Linked DNA regions of Mus musculus: all the other regions are linked to region 4. A link is a contact called in public HiChIP or PLAC-seq and promoter capture Hi-C data. All regions are on one chromosome and are shown on one strand. Each heading gives the region's core, a stretch centred on a gene start, on an enhancer-like site or on the middle of the called end of the contact. The rest is flanking DNA. Distances are from core to core; before and after follow the strand shown. Region 1 holds the start of Ugt2b34 (UDP glucuronosyltransferase 2 family, polypeptide B34). Region 2 holds the start of Ugt2a3 (UDP glucuronosyltransferase 2 family, polypeptide A3). Region 3 holds the start of Ugt2b1 (UDP glucuronosyltransferase 2 family, polypeptide B1). Region 4 holds the start of Ugt2b5 (UDP glucuronosyltransferase 2 family, polypeptide B5). Region 5 holds the start of Ugt2b35 (UDP glucuronosyltransferase 2 family, polypeptide B35).

Region 1 (3,544 bases), core at 281-2,780, 230 kb before region 4:
ACAGCTGTGCAGAAGTTTAGTAGGTTAAAGGGGAAGATCTTTTAAATCATAAATAAAAAAATAATTTATATAAAAAGTCCTCCTTTGATTGTAAATAGAAAGATGATAGATAGATATTTACCTATGCTAGAAGTATGTATAATCCTCAGTGTATTTTATAAGTCATGAAGACTTTGCCTTTGTTTAAAGCATATGTTTTAGAGGCTGGTGTAACACATTAGAAGGTAAAGGTATTCCATGCAAGCTAAAGACTTGAGTTCAATCTCTATACAAGCGTAAACACCTAAATTGATCCCAAGAACATACATAGAGGTAGAAATAAGAACTCTTCAAAGTTTAATCTGGCCTCTACATAAGCAACCCAGAGCACAATCCCCCTTTCCCATGACACAAGTGTGCATGTTCATACACATGATAATAATAGCAATGAATATAATAAAGTGGCAAAGATATTAATGACAATGAAGGCACCAGTCAGGTAAAAGTGTTGCTTTAAAACACGAGGAAAAATGTCTTGGGCCTATGTAATTTCTTAGAGAAATAATCATAGTTTTGTTATGTGAGTGTGTGCTGACAATTCATAGACAAGGTTTTGCAACTGACACTGGAATACAAAGTTCTTTACAATGCTTGAATTTGACAGCTAATTTTCTAGTTTTCCCATCATTTTATTTAGGAGAGACAAATCATTCCCCTGTCAGACCTGTTCTTAGACATTCACATTCAATGACACAGCAAATTGAGAATCCAGCAATCCCACCAGGGCACTGAACAGGGCACTTACCTAATACTTCAGTATAAAGCTGATTCCAGTTCTTCTCATTAAATGTTTGGAACCAAAAGTCAAAACACAGCATATAGATGACATTTCTCACCCTCTCCATGAAAGTCATCCTGTCACTCAATTCTGACATAACAACAGGCACATAGGAAGGAGGCAGTGGGAGTCCCCCACTGTACTTCTCATAAGTGGAGCCAGGAAAGAAGCGGAGACTGTACACAAGGGGGATCTTGAGAACCTCAGCCAGCAGATCACCGCAGGGTATGAAGGGATCTGCCAGGATCACATCAAACCTTGATTTTTGTAGCTTTGTCATGAGTTCTTTGTTAAAAACTACATCTTTACAGAGACTTTCAAAATATTTTGAATCTACCCAAACCATTTCTTGCAACATTAAGAAGTATCCCCAAAATGACTGCTTTGGCAGCTCATAAATATATTTCTTGAGTGATTCCCAGAAAATTTCCTCTAACTCAGATAAGGAGTATGATGTAGGATAAGTCTCGAATTCAATAGCAGATGTGTTGTCAACCTCATAAGATAAGGATGCTGAAGGTCTCAGAACCATCACTTCATGACCCTTCTTCAGAAGCTCGTCTAGGATTGTCTTCAAGTTGAGCCAATGGCTGAACTCCATTGGCCACACCAGCACCTTCCCACCAGTCCCAGATCCAAAGAAGCCACTCAGCTGGAGCAGGAGCAGGAGCAGGGCTGCTGTCATTTTCACAGGCATCTTGGTTAACTTCAGGCCTGCCTTCCAAAGGATGATTGCTCAGCTCTTACAGATATAGAAAGAGCAGTAATCAGTCAGTTAAAGTGTAACTTGTACACACCAAAGCAAATAGAAATGGGAGTCACAGCCTCTGGAGGGCAAATGCCAAAACCTGGATGCAGATGTGAAAGTGGGAAATGACTCTGGATTCTCAGTGATCTTGAATGTATACTGTATTTGGAGAACAGTGAAAAGTAAGATCTCTCTTTCTCCCTTCCTTTCACTCTCTCTTTCTCCTAATGGAGCTTCTTTGATAAAGAATCTGAAGTAAAGGCAAACTGTCCAGTCACATTTTTATAAATACCATAGGTCAGTGTTTTGTCATATGAATATTGGCAACACTGACCAGTTACCATACTACTTAGTGATTTTAAGTATATGGCTCAGAGGTCTATAGTGTAATCTCAGAATTAAACACACTGCACTTACGTTTAGAGCATATTATAATCTAGATGGAAGCCCCATTCTTTTAGTCTTCCCATTAGCTCCATCTCTACCCCATCAAGAACCTGCTTACTTGTAACTAGTCAGCCTAGCAAAAGTGAAGAGATAAGGAGACATTTGTGTTTTCCTCTTTGACTCTCAGACTATTGAAAGACTTTCCCCAGTAACTTTCTGCTAGGAGAAGAAATGTTTGATCTCTGGGGACACCCAGAGGAGGAATTTGTATCCAGGAGGGCAATTTACAAGTTAGGGCAGGCTAACATTTCTGGTGACTAGGAGCTAAGTTAATGGTGGGCAAGGTCCCATGCCATTCCTGGAAAGCTTAGCTATGCAGATGCCTTGTAAGAATCCCAAAGATGGAATTAAGGGTGACTGGCTCCTTTTGTCTCTCTTCCTAAAGTGATCACACTGAATATATTCTGCATTTCACTATTAATTTGGCTCTTTTATGGATTTATTGAGCTAGGTTTGTTTGTAAGTGACAGCTTACACTCCCCTATATTGTTTTTCCTGCAGTGACCATGCCTTAGTCATCTTTATATAGAACAAAGTAATACTTAGTAAATGGTTTTTGAATGAATCCAAAAATCTAGTTCTCTAATTCTGCTTACAAGTAGCATAAAATTCTAAATGTAAAAACGGGACTGTCCTCTGATATCATAGCTATTTTAGACAGAACTTGATAGTTCCATACTAGAAATGGGAAGAGTGTCTCAAGGCATAGTGTGATTTTTAAATATTGAGGACAGTGGTTATTTTAAAATTTCTTTTTAATTAAGAAAACCCAGGATTTTCTTTTCCATGTTTTGAACCTGATGGCTGTATAACATTAAAAAACAGTTCAATGTTAACTAAGTTATATAAAAACAATTTTCTTTGACAGAGAAGCTTCAGTATTTAAATGAACAATAATAAATAACCAAATAACATAGATCAGCTTATTCAGCTGCTTCAATGTATATTTTACATTCAACCTCTCAACACTAGGTCTATGAAGTATAATCTTCTTTAAAAGGACTATAACATTCACTAGAAAAATGTGTGATTCTTATTGTCCAAATGGTCACTGGGTAGATTCTGAAGTACTTGGCTCTTAGGAATTATCCCTTCTTTTGATTCAGAAGAGAAGCTGATGCCTGCTACCAATGTTGTGTCATAAATTTGTGCCAGACAGGATATACAATGTAGACGAGACCCTATTGCTATTTTCTAATACATGAACATTGTATGAAATAGACTCTTAATGACTTATACCCAAACATTAAAGCATCTCCCAACTGTCATCAGAGAACATTTTTGCAGTGGATAGTTATTGGCATAGAAACCCATAAATGTCCAAGGTGCAGAGCATAAGAAACACTAAGCCATAAATGGGACATGTATATCACATGGTATCCTTCCAAGCCTCGGGTCATTTCTTTAGAAAGCGTGTAAGAGACAGAGGTGGTGGATAACTACAAGCAAGCTCTTTCTTTCATATTCTACAGTCTCTGTTGAGGATTTGTCTTTTGCTATGTATGTAATGCTATATACTAGCATCCCAAGGT
Region 2 (3,318 bases), core at 395-2,894, 200 kb after region 4:
TATCAATCTCTAAATCCTATTTCTCCAGAGATTAAAATACAGTAAAAATGTTCACTTCACAAGCAATTACTTTTTTTTTTAATTTTATTCTGTTTTCTTAGGAATGACTGGTTTTTGCCTTTCAACCTGATATTACTCTGAGACTGACTCTATCAGATTCCATTCAGTTTTATTTATTTTTATCAAGAATCTCAATGATATATTAAACACCAAACAGATAAAATGGTGATTGCATGAAAATATTTAATAGTTCAATTCTTGATTGAAATATATTGCCAAGGTAGTTTAACCACAGTCTTCCATGACTCACCCTTAATTTGTGACGTGTATAAAAATAAAAAGCACCTCAATTAGCAGAAGAATGGTATAAATATAAGACCAATAATCGGTGGTTGCAAATAATTGTGTAATAAAATTCAAAACCATGCATTGCACACTGAATATTTCTCATATAATTAATTTATATTTCATATCATTACGAGCACAAAAGTTTTTTTTTTTTAATTTTTGCAGTAGTGTATTGTTTACCAATAAGAGACCCACAATTTTTTAAAATGTACATTTCACATCCTGGAATTAGTTGTCTCCTTGTATCTAACAAATAAAATCATGTTGCATTCCATTGATATTTATTTGTGGATCACTTCTCTTAGAACTGATAATGAGCTCTTAAATTTTGAAATACTATTAAACAGTTTAATGAGTACAACCACATAGCAAAAGGACTTCATTTTGCCTCTCTGATTCTTTATCTATAAGTGATTTATTACTTTCACATGTAGAGTTTTACACGAAAGTCAAAATTTATAAAATGTATTCTTGTTATTGTTTTTAAACATCTACTAAGCATTAAAATAACATTTAACAACTAGCTTAGTATGAAAACTCTTACCTAGGGTTTCACTGTAAAACTGATCCCAGAATGCAAAGTCATATTGCTGGAGCCAGTACTCAAACAACAGTGAAAACATCATATTTTTCACCCTCTCTGTGAAGGTCATATTGTCTGTCAGCTCACTCATGACAACCGGTACATACGAGAGTGGAATTGGAAGCTGGCCACAGTGTTTCTCCATGTAGTAGCCCATGCTGAACCTCAGTGTGTATACGAAAGGGATCTGAAGCACTTCTGCCACCAACTCTCCACAGGGAACGACAGGGTCTATAACCACTACATCATATTGTGCATCCCGTAGCTTGTCCATGAATTTCTGGTTGTACAATACACTCCTACAAATACTTTCAAAATCTCCAGTTACTTGAAGAAAGAAGTCTTGTAATGTTTTTGCTGCTTCCCACAGTGACAGGTTTGGAATGACATTCACAGCTAGATTTGCAATCTCATTTAAACGATTCTCAGCTGTCTCGATTTCATACAGCAAAGGAATATTCTCAAAGTGCAGTGGAATACGTTTACTCTGATCTATGATGATACTGGGGTATTTCAGGACTGTTACCTCGTGCCCTCTTGCTCCAAGCTCCTCAAGAATAGTCTTTAGATTCAGCCAGTGGCTCATATCACAGGGCCACACGAGGACCTTGCTGCAGAATCCACAGCCGGCCCAGCAAAGCTGCAGCAGAAAAAATGCCGCAACACATTTTTCAGAGACCATATTGTGCCTCCTCAAGTTGTTTCGCAAAGATTGAGGGTTTGTTCAGTTGAGTAATAATTTAGATAAGAAAGAAATTAACTATTAACTTTTAAACTTACAAAGACACGGAGCTCAAGAGAGTTCTATCCAATAAAACACCATAGACTAATATTATATAGATTACAACCATTTCCTTATGAATAGCTGGATATTCTTTTTTATTTTCAATTTTTACTAGATATTTTTTTCATTTACATTTCAAATGCTATTCTGAAAGTCCCCTATACCCTCCCCCCACCCTGCTCCCCTACCGAACCATTCCCACTTCTTGGCCCTGGTGTTACCCTGTACTGGGGCATATAAAGTTTGCAAGACCAAGGGGCCTCGGGTGACTAGGCCATCTTTTGCTACGTATGCAGCTAGAGACACGAGTTCTGGGGCTACTGGTTAGTTCATATTGTTGTTCCACCTATAGGGTTGCAGACCCCTTCAGCTCCTTGGGTACTTTCTCTAGCTCCTCCATGGGGGCCCTGTGTTGCATCCAATAGATGACTCTGAGCATTCACTTCTGTATTTGCCAGGCACTGACATACCCTCACTCGAGACAGCTATATCAGAGTCCTTTCAGCAAAATCTTGCTGGCATATGCAAGAGTGTCTGCGTTTGGTGGCTGATTATGGGATGGATCCCCGGGTAGTGCAGTATCTGGATCGTCCATCCTTTTGTCTCACCTCCAAACTTTTTCTCTGTAACTCCTTCCATGGGTATTTCGTTCCCTATTCTAAGGAAGAATGAAGTATCCACATGTTGGTCTTCCTTCTTCTCGATTTTCTTGCATTTTGCAAATTGTATCTTGGGTATTTTAAGTTTCAAGGCTAATATCCACTTATCAGTGAGTACATATAAAGTGACTTCTTTTGTGATTGGGTTACCTCACTCAGTATGATATCCTCCAGATACATCCATTTGCCTAAGAATTTCAAAGATACATTGTTTTTAATAGCTGAGTAGTAATCCATTGTGTAAATGTACCACATTTTCTGTATCTATTCTTCTGTTGAGGACATCTGGGTTCTTTCCAGCTTCTGGCTATTAAAAATAAGGCTGCTATGAACATAGTAGAGCATGTGTCCATCTTACCAGTTGGAACATCTTCTGGGTATATGCCCAAGAGAGGAATTGCTACTATGTCCAGTTTTTTGAGGAACCACCATACTGATTTCCAGAGTAGTTGTACAAGCTTGCAGTCCTGCTGTGACCAAGTGAGGAGTGTTCCTCTCTCTCCACATCCTTGCCAGCATCTGCTGTCACCTGAATTTTTGATCCTAGCCATTCTGACTGGTGTGAGGTATAATCTCAGGGTTGCTTTGATTTGCATTTCCCTGATGATTAAGGATGTTGAACTTTCTTTTCAGGTGCTTCTCAGTCATTCGGTATTCCTCAGTTGAGAATTCTTTGTTTAGCTCTGTACCCCATTTTTTAATGGGGTTATTTGAATTTCTGGAGTCAAGCTTCTTGAGCTCTTTGTACATGGTGAATATTAGTACCTTTCAGCTTTAGGATTGGTTCCTAAAATTCCTTTCCAGTCTGTTGGTGGCCTTTTTGTCTTATTGACAGTGTCTTTTGCCTTACAGAAGCTTTGCAATTTTATGAGGTCCCATTTGTCGATTCTTGATCTTACAGAACATGCCACTGCTGTTCTGTTTAGCAATTTTTCCCCTGTGCC
Region 3 (3,332 bases), core at 27-2,526, 210 kb before region 4:
ATCAAGATTTAAGGCTTTAAGATTAAGTTTTATAGATATGATCCAACTCAAATTCTAAGAAAATCAAGTTGCCTTGACTGTTTCTGGTTCTAGTGGTACAATTTAATTGTGAATAAGCTTTCAGGACATTCTTGATAAATGTTTTAATTTCTAAGTGAGTAAATGTCTTAAGGAAATGTGTTTTCTTCAGTGCTACACAAATAGTTGTGGTAATGAATTATGACTCTGTAGTGTTCTCATTTACAGATATTAAAGCACTCAATGAAACCTGGAGTTTCTTATACTTAGACAATGTAGAGCAGATCAAATGATCACCAAGAGAAATCTTCCTTGTCTAATTTTGCATGGTTAGTAATTTCTGAAGTGTTCTGTATAATTACTCTGCAGTATTTTGCCTTGCTAAGAGCCTATTTGATTCTCTTCTATTTTTACTCTATCAGCTCACAATTAAGAATCTCATTCTATGCCTTTATATTCACCTATACACATTCTCATTCAAAAAAACATCAAGTCAGGATTTCACAGTAACAATGAAAGGCACAGTTTACCTAGAACATCACTGTAAAACTGATTCCAGGATTTCTCGTTAAATGTTTGAAACCAAAAGTCAAAAAGCAACACCTGCAACATATTCTTCACCCTTTCTGCAAATGTCATGTGGTCACTTAGTTCTGACAGAACCACAGGCACATAGGAAGGGGGGAGTGGAAGGCCCCCACTGTACTTTTCACATTTGTATCCAGGACAGAAGCGGAGACTGTATACTAAAGGTGTCTTAAGCAGTTCTGATAGCAGCTCACCACAGGGAACCAAGGCATCTGCTAGAACGACATCAAACTTAGATCCTTGGAGTTTTTTCATGAGGCTCTTGTTCCAAACTACTGCTTTGCAGAAACTTTCAATCATGTCTGAATATTCACTGGAGATTTTTTGCAGTTTTGAATAAGATGTCCAAAATGGAAGTTTTTTTAATTCGTATGTCCAGTTTCCTACCCATTTTTCAAAAGCATATTCAAGATCATCTTTACTCAAAGGTGCAGAATAAATTTCAAAATTAATAGAAGATTCATTGCTCGGCCCAATGAGGATGGAAGCAGAAGATATGAGAACGGTGACGTCATGACCTCTCTGGACAAGTTCATCCAGGATTATTTTCATATTTATCCAATGGCTGTATTCTGTAGGCCACACCAGCACTTTCCCACAGGCTCCAGGTCTAATATAGCATATGAACTGTATCAACAGAAAAACTGAAGCCTGTTTCATAGACATCTTGCTGAAAGAGAATGTTTTTGATATTTGTCATTCTTCACAGTTTTTTTCTGCTTTTATGTAAGTTCTGTCAATCAAGAAGTTAACATATAACTTCTAACCACATCACTGACTAGATGAGTCTGATGGTGTAACATTCTAAGTAAATACACACATGGAACATGAGCTCAAGGTTCACGAAGTTTGTCTTTTTTGTCCCTGATAGTATTGAGCTACAATTGATTCACTTCTTTTTCTTTTCTTTTTCAATATTATTTTCCCATTCAAAGGTGGAACGAAGTATCAACACTTTGGTATTCCTTCTTCTTGAGTTGCATGGGTTTTGCAAATTGTATCTTGGGTATTCTTAGTTTCTGGGTTAATATTCACTCACCAGTGAGTACATATCATGTTAAGTTCTTTTGTGGTTGGGTTACGTCACTCAGGATGATACCTTCCAGATCCATCCATTTACCTAAATTTCATAAATTCATTGTTTTTAATAGCTGAGTAGTACTCCATTGTGTAAATGTACCACATTTTCTGTATCCATTCCTCTGTTGAGGGACATCTGGGTTGTTTCCAGTTTCTGGCTATTATTAATAAGGCTGCTATGAATATAGTGGAGCATGTTCCTTATTACCAGTTGGAAAATCTTCTGGATATATGCCCAGGAGAGGTATTGCAGGATCTTCCAGTAGTACTATGTCCAATTTTCTAAGGAATCGCCAGACTGATTTCCAGAGTGGTTGTACAAGCTTGCAACCCCACCAGCAATTGAGGAGTGTTCCTCTTTCTCCACATCCTCGCCAGCATCTGTGTACCTTATAGCCTAATGAATTTTTGATCTTAGCCATTCTGACTGGGGTGAGGTGGAATCTCAGGGTTGTTTTGATTTGCATTTCCCTGATGATTAAGGATGTTGAACATTTTTCAGGTGCTTCTCAGCCATTCGGTATTCCTTAGCTGGGAATTCTTTGTTTAGTTCTGAGCCCCATTTTTTTAATGGGGTTATTTGATTTTCTGGAGTTTATCTTCTTGAGTTCTTTATATATATTGAATATTAGTCCCCTACCTGATTTAGGATTGGTAAAGATCCTTTCCCAATCTGTTGGTGGCCTTTTTGTCTTATTGACAGTGTCCTTTGCCTTACAAAAGCTTTGCAATTTTATGAGGTCCCATTTGTTCATTCTCGATCTTACAGCACAAGCCATTGCTGTTCTATTCAGGAATTTTTCCCCTGTGCCCATATCTTCGCAGTTTTTCCTCACTTTCTCCTCTATATGTTTCAGTGTCTCTGGTTTTATGTGAAGTTCCTTGATCCACTTAGACTTGACCTTAGTACAAGAAGATAAGAATGGATCAATTCCATTCTTCTACATGATAACCGCCAGTTGTGCCCGCACCGTTTGTTGAAAATGCTGTCTTTTTTCCACTGGATGGTTTTAGCTCCCTTGTCAAAGATCAAGTGACCATAGGTGTGTGGGTTCATTTCTGAGTCTTCAATTTTATTCTATTGGTCTACCTGTCTGTCGCTATACCAGTATCATGCAGTGTTTTTTTTTTTGTTTGTTTGTTTTGTTTTGTTTTGTTTTATCACAATTGTTCTGTAGTACAGCTTTACGTCAGGCATGGTGATTCCACCAGAGGTTCTTTTATCCTTGAGAAGAGTTTTATGCTATCCTAGTTTTTTTTTTGTTATTCCAGATGAATTTTCAAATTGCCCTTTCTAACTCGTTGAAGAATTGAGTTGGCATTTTGATGGCATTGCATTGAACCTGTAGATTGCTTTTGGCAAGATAGCCATTTTACTATATTGATCCTGTCAATCCATGAGCATGGGAGATCTTTCCATATTCTGAGATCTTCTTTGATTTCTTTCTTCAGAGACTCGAAGTTCTTATCATACAGATCTTTTACTTCCTTAGTTAGAGTCAAGCTAAGGTATTTTATATTATTTGTGACTATTGTGAAGGGTGTTATTTCCCTAATTTCATTCTCAGCCTGTTTATCCTTTGTGTAGAGGGAGGCCATTGACTTGTTTGAGTTAATTTTTTATCCAGCTACTTCACTGAAGCTGT
Region 4 (3,363 bases), core at 379-2,878:
TACATTTTTAAGATAAAAAAAAAAAACTTCAGAAAATACAGTATGTGTGTCCATGCCTCTGTAGAATTTAGGAATTTGCAGTTGAATTTAGGAAGGGACCCAATAAAGAAATGTGGGGCTGGTAGAAATATCTGTTCCACTTTTAAGCTTCGGAAACAACGTAATAGTTTTCAAGATGAGGGGGATTTTTTAATGATATACAAAGAGAATATTTTACGTTTTAATCTTTTCACCTTTATGTATGTGTATGTGCATGAGTATATGTTAAGTTTATGCCAGTGCCTGCGGATATGATAAAGGGAAGCAGTTTCCTTGAAGCTGAAGTTTCAGGCAATTTTGAGCCACTGTGCATGAGTAGTGGCAGGAAGAGAGCTCTGGTACTAAAACTGTACAGAAACAATCCTAACCCTTTGGCCATGACTTGTGGCCCTACATTTTCATTTTAAATAAAAACACTGACTGGCCTAGGCAAGAGAAAATAACTTCTTCAATGTTTTATATATATGTATAAACTAGGTCATTCTTGAATCTCCATTAATCAAGGTTAATTGGTAACTGCTTAGGGAATTATTAAAATAGAGGAAATCTTTTCAGCAAATGAGTAAAGAATCACTTAGGGACCATCTAATTTCATCTCTATGTAATTGCATAGCTAACCAAAATGTCTTCTATCAGGACTGATACTGATACCTTCTCCTGTTTGATCAAATATATGAACATTTATAAGAGTTTGTGAGTTTGATAGCTTATATCATTATACATTTGATCACCTATAAAAGACTACTACATTTTGCATTTCATGGACATAAAGATTTACACACTTGTGAAACTTAGGTTTTCAAGCTACTTAGAAAAAAAAAATTTAACTTACCCAAATACTCACTGTAAAATGAGTCCCATTTCTTATCATTAAACATCTGGAACCAAAAGTCAAAATAAAGCATGCATATCATATTTTTTATCCTCTCTATGAATGTCATTTGTCCACCTAATCCTGACAGAATTACAGGTACATAAGAGGGAGGGAGTAGAAATCTCCCGCTGGACTTTTCAATTTGGTAGCCTGGAGAGAAGCGGATACTGTACAGAAAAGGAATCTGGAGCAGTTCAGCTATGAGCTCCCCACAGGAAGCAACAGGATCTGACAAAAGGACATCAAACTTGGATTCCTGTAGCTTTGTCATGAGCTCTTTGTTTGAAACAACATCTTTACAAAGACTTAGAAAATAATCAGAAAATTCATCAATCATATTTTGCAGTAAAGGAGAATATGACAAACATGTATCCCTTGGCATTTCATAAGTCCACACATCCACAAACTTAATGAAAAAATTTTCCAGATTGTCTTTACTGACAGATGTAGGAAAAGTTTCAAACTTAAGGCCAGGTGATTTTTTGGGATCAAGAACATAGTAAGCTGAAGGTCTCAGAACAGTGACTTCATGGCCTCTCTGTACCAGTTCATCCAGTATTATTTTTATGTTCATCCAATGACTGAATTCCATCGGCCACACCAACACTTTCCCACATTTCACAGATCTGAAGCAGCAACTTATCTGCAGCAGCAGCAGAGCAGAAATCCACTTTCCAGGCATCTTGAAAATCAAAATCCTTCTCTCACAGTCCATTTGCTTCTGTCACTGCTTGACCTTTTATCCAAGAAGCTTCAGCCCAGAGGTTAAACTATAACTTGCATTGCCCAATCTTATATGATCATTACTGTGGTGAAAGAGACAAAAAAGCAAAGAGCGATTTTAATTATTCCCTTTTTACATGAGAGTGATCCATGTCTCTTATGATGGCATGTTTTCAATTAGCCAAGAAATAAAGATCTCTTGTTCAATTATTAATGGTACTAAGATATTAGAATATTCTAAAATGTCTCACAAAACTAGTGACATCATAATATGGCTTGTCTCTTAATTCTCCTCTATATGGCATTGAAAGCACATTAATTTATATAGTTGAAGTTCATGATGACTCTTCGCTTTCTTTTACTGTGACCAATAATTCAAACTCAGTCATGGACTGTTCTAATAATCAATCCAATATTAGAAATAACAGACTTCATATAAAAGGCTGGTTCTAGACATTTTTAGAGACATATTTGAAAGCTAGCTACAGTTCTCTATGATGCTATGTTAACAATAGATGGGGACAGGTTATAGCAAATATTAAGGTTAGGTTAGCTACTAAATGTCATGCTACATTTCAATATATTTGTGTCACTCCATTACCCTACAATGCAACTATTAATTGGAGAAAGACTAAGGCTTGTTTGCAGGGAGTGTGGAAAAACACAGTTATTTCACATATTATAGAGCAATTAAAGACAGAAATTAAAGACAAAAATACAGATATTCCACATATTTTAGTGCAATTAAAGACAGAAGTCATGTGGATACTTAGAACATTGATAAATTGGCCAGCGATTTAAAAAATAATCTAAGTGCATTAAATCCCTTAGATTGGGTTCAGTATATAATCTTGATTGCTATTATAATTGACATTATTTTATCAGTAATCATTGTGTTTCCACTTATCTTTAGAGTTCTTCTGAGATCGAGGTGGGACATTCTGAAACTTCATCTAAAAATTATAAAGGGTGGAAATGCCACACCCACTCAGGTGAAGACTGCATGGCAGGCCCAAAAGCTTGGATGCAGTCTTTAGGCAAAAAAGTTTCACGGAAAATAAGTCTCCTGGAGCCTTGGTATCCTGTAACATAAATGCTCCAAACTTGTCCTTGCATTAGTTGGTGAATGGATCTGTGTGCTTTAAGTATTGTTTTATTATAGGTGCCTCTGAGAAATAATTTGTCAAATACCTATATTCAATAGAACCTGTTGTGGTCCTATATATTAACTGTGCTTGCTTCTTCAGTCTCTGTTAGCTCCTATTTCTCTTGCTTAGTTGATTCAGAGGGACTTATTCTTCTGGTATCATCCATTCACTCTGACTCTTAGAACAATCAACAAGTCAGTTAGAAGAGTACCTGACCTTGAATATAAGTTTTATGAAACAGGTAAAGCCGTCAAGTAAATGAGAAAACAAATGGAAATGACTTCCGAAAGCTTCAAAGATACTTTAAAAAATTAGACATTGAGTTTTGAGTTGTTTTAAGAAGATAAGAAATCCCTTTTGGAAACACACACAGAGCCAGAGAGAGAGAGAGAGAGAGAGAGAGAGAGAGAGAGAGAGAGAGAGAAAGAAAGAAAGAAAGAAAGAAAGAAAGAAAGAAAGAAAGAAAGAAAATCCAGGTCCAAAAGCTTCAAGGGTTTCCTAATGAATTTGCCCAAATGGCACTATCAGGTGAATTTTTCATCAACTTGTCAAAGTCCTGTACAAAGGAAAAAATCAGCA
Region 5 (3,174 bases), core at 590-3,089, 140 kb before region 4:
CCTTAATTCTAGTTTTGACACTTAAATATATATACTACAGTACACTTGTAGTTTGCTTCTATATAATATTTATTTTTTCAATTTTCAAAGCAAATGTTTCTTTACTTATTATCTTATAGGTGGCATCTCATGTTTAGATTTTTGCTTGACATAGTCATTGTGTGTATTTTAACTAAGGAATTTGACCTGATAACAGTCAAACTTGTTGTTTATAATTTAATATATCCTATTTTAATTCATTTGTTTTATTTCTTGTTTTACACAAACACACACACACAAACACACACATATATATATATATATATATATACTCTTGTTATATATACATATTTCTCTTATTGATCTTTTTTGTAAGTTGGTGGTTTTTTCATTGCTAACTTGACTGCTAAAGGCACTATTAATATAAATATTTGAGTATATCTGTGAGAAAACTTTCAGGAAGGATTTACTTATCATTTTTCCATGGTGAAGATATCCCTTCCCTGTGTTTCCATCACATACACTCTACAGACCTTGTTTTTCATGATGGATACCACCCTTTCAAATTGTGCAATAAAATATATCTATGACTCCAAAACTTTATTTTGGCAAAGAACTTGGTCAGTGTGATGAGAAATCATATACTCTATAATATAATTGTTTTGTCATCAACGATTTTTTTTCTAGGTGATGCATCCTAGAGTTGTTTGTAGCTTCACAATACCAGGACAAACAAGAAGATCCAGGTAAATCACATGTCAATACCCACAATCTTCATGAGCAAATAGAAGCATTGGTGATTCCAGAAATGGTAGATTCAATGTTTCTTGGTGAAGTTTTATCTACTCATTGATTTCTCAGGGCCTTTGTGCACTAAGATTCTGTTGTGGTTTGAATATGCATGGTACAAGGTGTGGCAATATTAAGAGATATTTTCTTGTTAGAGTAGGCGTGGCCTCATTAGAAGAAGTGTGTCACTGTAATTCGTGGGCTTCAAGATTTTGTGCTCAATTTCTGCACAATGTGGAAACAGTCTCCTAGCTGCCTTCCAATCAAGATGTAGAACTCTCAATCCCTTCTACAACATTGTGTCTGCCTGGACTCTGCCACGCTTCCTGCCATGTGGATAACGGACTAAACTTCTGAAAGTGGAAGGTAGACCAAATGAACGTCATCCTTTATAAGGGTTGCCTTGGCCATGGTGTCTCTTCACAACAACAACAATAACAACAACAAAAACTCTAACTAAAGCAAGATCAAACTATCCAGCTACTTCTTGGTCCTAGGAAAGGGCTGTGGACAGATAGGTTGAATCAACTGAGTGCTCTCTGTAAACCTTAGCAGCTAATACCACTCAGGGCAGTGTGTTTGGCTTTTTCCTTAGGGACATTCATAGAAACTCTTGTCTATTTTATTCACAGATCTTTTCTCTGTCAAGTAACTAAGGCACACTGTCAGGCTATTCAGCAAACTCTATGTGACTTAATATTTTATCCGACATTCTTACAAAATAATATCCATGATATACTGATAAGTTCGGTAACTAGTACATCTGGATTTCACAGGTTGAGAATAAAATGCAGACTCACCTTACACTAATCAGTGTTCTTTCTATGATTCAAAACTCCTGTAAACAGGTTTACACAGGTCACAACTCCTAACTTTACTTCTTTACAAAACGTGATTTTAAACACTTCCAAATAAATCTGAAATAATTAATATTTGCTTTTACTATCTCTCTTCAGCCACCAACTTCAATCTGGTCATTAAGTTTGCTTGCACCAACTCAGGTTATATTTTAACTCGTGGATTTTTTTTTCTTCTTCTTAGATAAGAGGACAGGCAGTAAAGCAAGGGAACACACAGTTAACAGAAGCCCTTTGACTTCCAGGATGCCTGTGAAGTGGATTTCTGCTCTGCTCCTGCTGCAGATGAGTTGCTGCTTCAGATCCACCAGCTGTGGGAAGGTGTTAGTGTGGCCACTGGAATTCAGTCACTGGATGAATTTAAAGATAATACTGGATGAACTTGTACAGAGGGGCCATGAAGTCACTGTTCTGAGACCTTCAGCTTCCATTTTTGTTGATCCCAAATATTCGCCGGGCCTTAAGTTTGAAACTTTTCCTACAGCTTTCAGTAAAGATTATCTGGAAACTTTTTTGACCAAGTTAGTGGATGAATGGACTTTTGAGGTCCCAAGAGATACATGCTTATCATATTCTCTGCTTCAAACACTGTTTGGTAAATTATCTGATTATTCTCTAAGTCTTTGTAAGGAAGCTGTTTCAAACAAACAGCTCATGACAAAATTCCAGGAATCCAAGTTTGATGTCCTTATTTTAGATGCCATGGCTTCCTGTGGGGAGCTCATAGCTCAACTGCTCCAGATTCCTTTTCTGTACAGTCTTCGCTTCTCTCCTGGCTACCAAGTTGAAAAGAACAGTGGAGGATTTGTACTCCCTCCCTCTTATGTACCTGTGATTTTGTCAGGATTAGGTGGCCAAATGACATTCACAGAGAGGGTCAAAAATATGATATGTATGCTTTATTTTGACTTTTGGTTCCAGACATTTACAGAGAAGGAATGGGATCAATTTTACAGTGAAACTTTGGGTAAGTTACATGTCTTCTTAGTAGCTTGATATCCCTAGCTACACATGTATTTGAAGCTATATATCCATGAAATTCAAAGTGAAGTTGTTTTTGTAGGTGATCAAATATATAATAGGATATTTACTAACAAAATCATGAATGCTCTGTAAAAGCTCATATTAATGTTCAAATAGAAGGTATCAGTCCTGATAAAAAAGACTTTCTGGTTAGCTATACAATTGTAAATGGTCACTACATGAGCCTTTATTCATTTTATGCATTTTTAAACCTCTATTTCAATAAGTTACTTCCTGTTTACCCAAATACTGATTTATTTATATTAAAGAATGACATATTTTATAGTATCAATATGTATTTAACATTGAAGAAATAGTGTTCTCTTGCACAAGCCAGTTTCTATATTTAATATTAAAATGTGGGGTCTTACAACATGTCCAAATGTTTGATTGTTTTCTGTTCATGTTTAGTACCTGTGTTCTGTTCCTAGCATCCACTCATGTCCATTGGCCTCACTTTGCTTCACGGAACCTGCTGTTCTTTTATTCCAGTGCTCAGGCACTGGAATAATCTTAGAGTATATAG

What was found. Promoter capture Hi-C pulls out the DNA fragments that hold promoters and counts their contacts. HiChIP or PLAC-seq counts read pairs in DNA pulled down with a chosen protein or histone mark. Capture Hi-C pulls out chosen DNA fragments and counts their contacts.
Region 1: a contact with region 4 is called in a promoter capture Hi-C map of pancreatic islet. The contact joins the promoter of Ugt2b34 here to the promoter of Ugt2b5 in region 4. A contact is called at or near these places in 20 of 39 promoter capture datasets (the 3T3-L1 cell line, 3T3-L1-derived adipocytes, the HPC-7 cell line and 9 more), 24 of 484 Hi-C or Micro-C datasets (the AML12 cell line, cardiomyocytes, colon epithelium and 12 more), 5 of 115 datasets of contacts at active chromatin or transcription factors (extraembryonic endoderm stem cells, hepatocytes, intestinal villus epithelium and 2 more) and 2 of 9 other capture datasets (adipose tissue and pancreatic islet).
Region 2: a contact with region 4 is called in a promoter capture Hi-C map of liver, with 9 times the contacts expected there. The contact joins the promoter of Ugt2a3 here to the promoter of Ugt2b5 in region 4. A contact is called at or near these places in 11 of 39 promoter capture datasets (the 3T3-L1 cell line, 3T3-L1-derived adipocytes, Sertoli cells and 6 more), 10 of 484 Hi-C or Micro-C datasets (the AML12 cell line, the HL-1 cell line, cumulus cells and 2 more), 1 of 115 datasets of contacts at active chromatin or transcription factors (embryonic stem cells) and 1 of 9 other capture datasets (adipose tissue).
Region 3: a promoter capture Hi-C map of liver shows a contact between it and region 4, with 15 times the contacts expected there. The contact joins the promoter of Ugt2b1 here to the promoter of Ugt2b5 in region 4. A contact is called at or near these places in 6 of 39 promoter capture datasets (the HPC-7 cell line, cranial neural crest, hippocampal neurons and 2 more) and 1 of 9 other capture datasets (pancreatic islet).
Region 5: a contact with region 4 is called in an H3K4me3 HiChIP or PLAC-seq map of intestinal villus epithelium, with 9 read pairs. The contact joins the promoter of Ugt2b35 here to the promoter of Ugt2b5 in region 4. A contact is called at or near these places in 4 of 39 promoter capture datasets (the 3T3-L1 cell line, hippocampal neurons and liver), 5 of 484 Hi-C or Micro-C datasets (the AML12 cell line and liver) and 4 of 115 datasets of contacts at active chromatin or transcription factors (hepatocytes, intestinal crypt epithelium, intestinal villus epithelium and 1 more).

The regions. Positions count from the first base shown.
Region 1 is chr5:86,905,407-86,908,950 of GRCm38.p6, forward strand. It overlaps Ugt2b34 (UDP glucuronosyltransferase 2 family, polypeptide B34), which reads right to left and starts at 1,531. Exons shown (of 6, transcript NM_153598.2): 1 at 785-1,531. The coding sequence starts at 1,514.
Region 2 is chr5:87,335,551-87,338,868 of GRCm38.p6, forward strand. Ugt2a3 (UDP glucuronosyltransferase 2 family, polypeptide A3) reads right to left here and starts at 1,645. Exons shown (of 6, transcript NM_028094.3): 1 at 893-1,645. The coding sequence starts at 1,613.
Region 3 is chr5:86,925,227-86,928,558 of GRCm38.p6, forward strand. It overlaps Ugt2b1 (UDP glucuronosyltransferase 2 family, polypeptide B1), which reads right to left and starts at 1,277. Exons shown (of 6, transcript NM_152811.1): 1 at 549-1,277. The coding sequence starts at 1,272.
Region 4 is chr5:87,138,712-87,142,074 of GRCm38.p6, forward strand. It overlaps Ugt2b5 (UDP glucuronosyltransferase 2 family, polypeptide B5), which reads right to left and starts at 1,629. Exons shown (of 6, transcript NM_009467.3): 1 at 872-1,629. The coding sequence starts at 1,595.
Region 5 is chr5:86,999,021-87,002,194 of GRCm38.p6, forward strand. It overlaps Ugt2b35 (UDP glucuronosyltransferase 2 family, polypeptide B35), which reads left to right and starts at 1,840. Exons shown (of 6, transcript NM_172881.3): 1 at 1,840-2,592. The coding sequence starts at 1,872.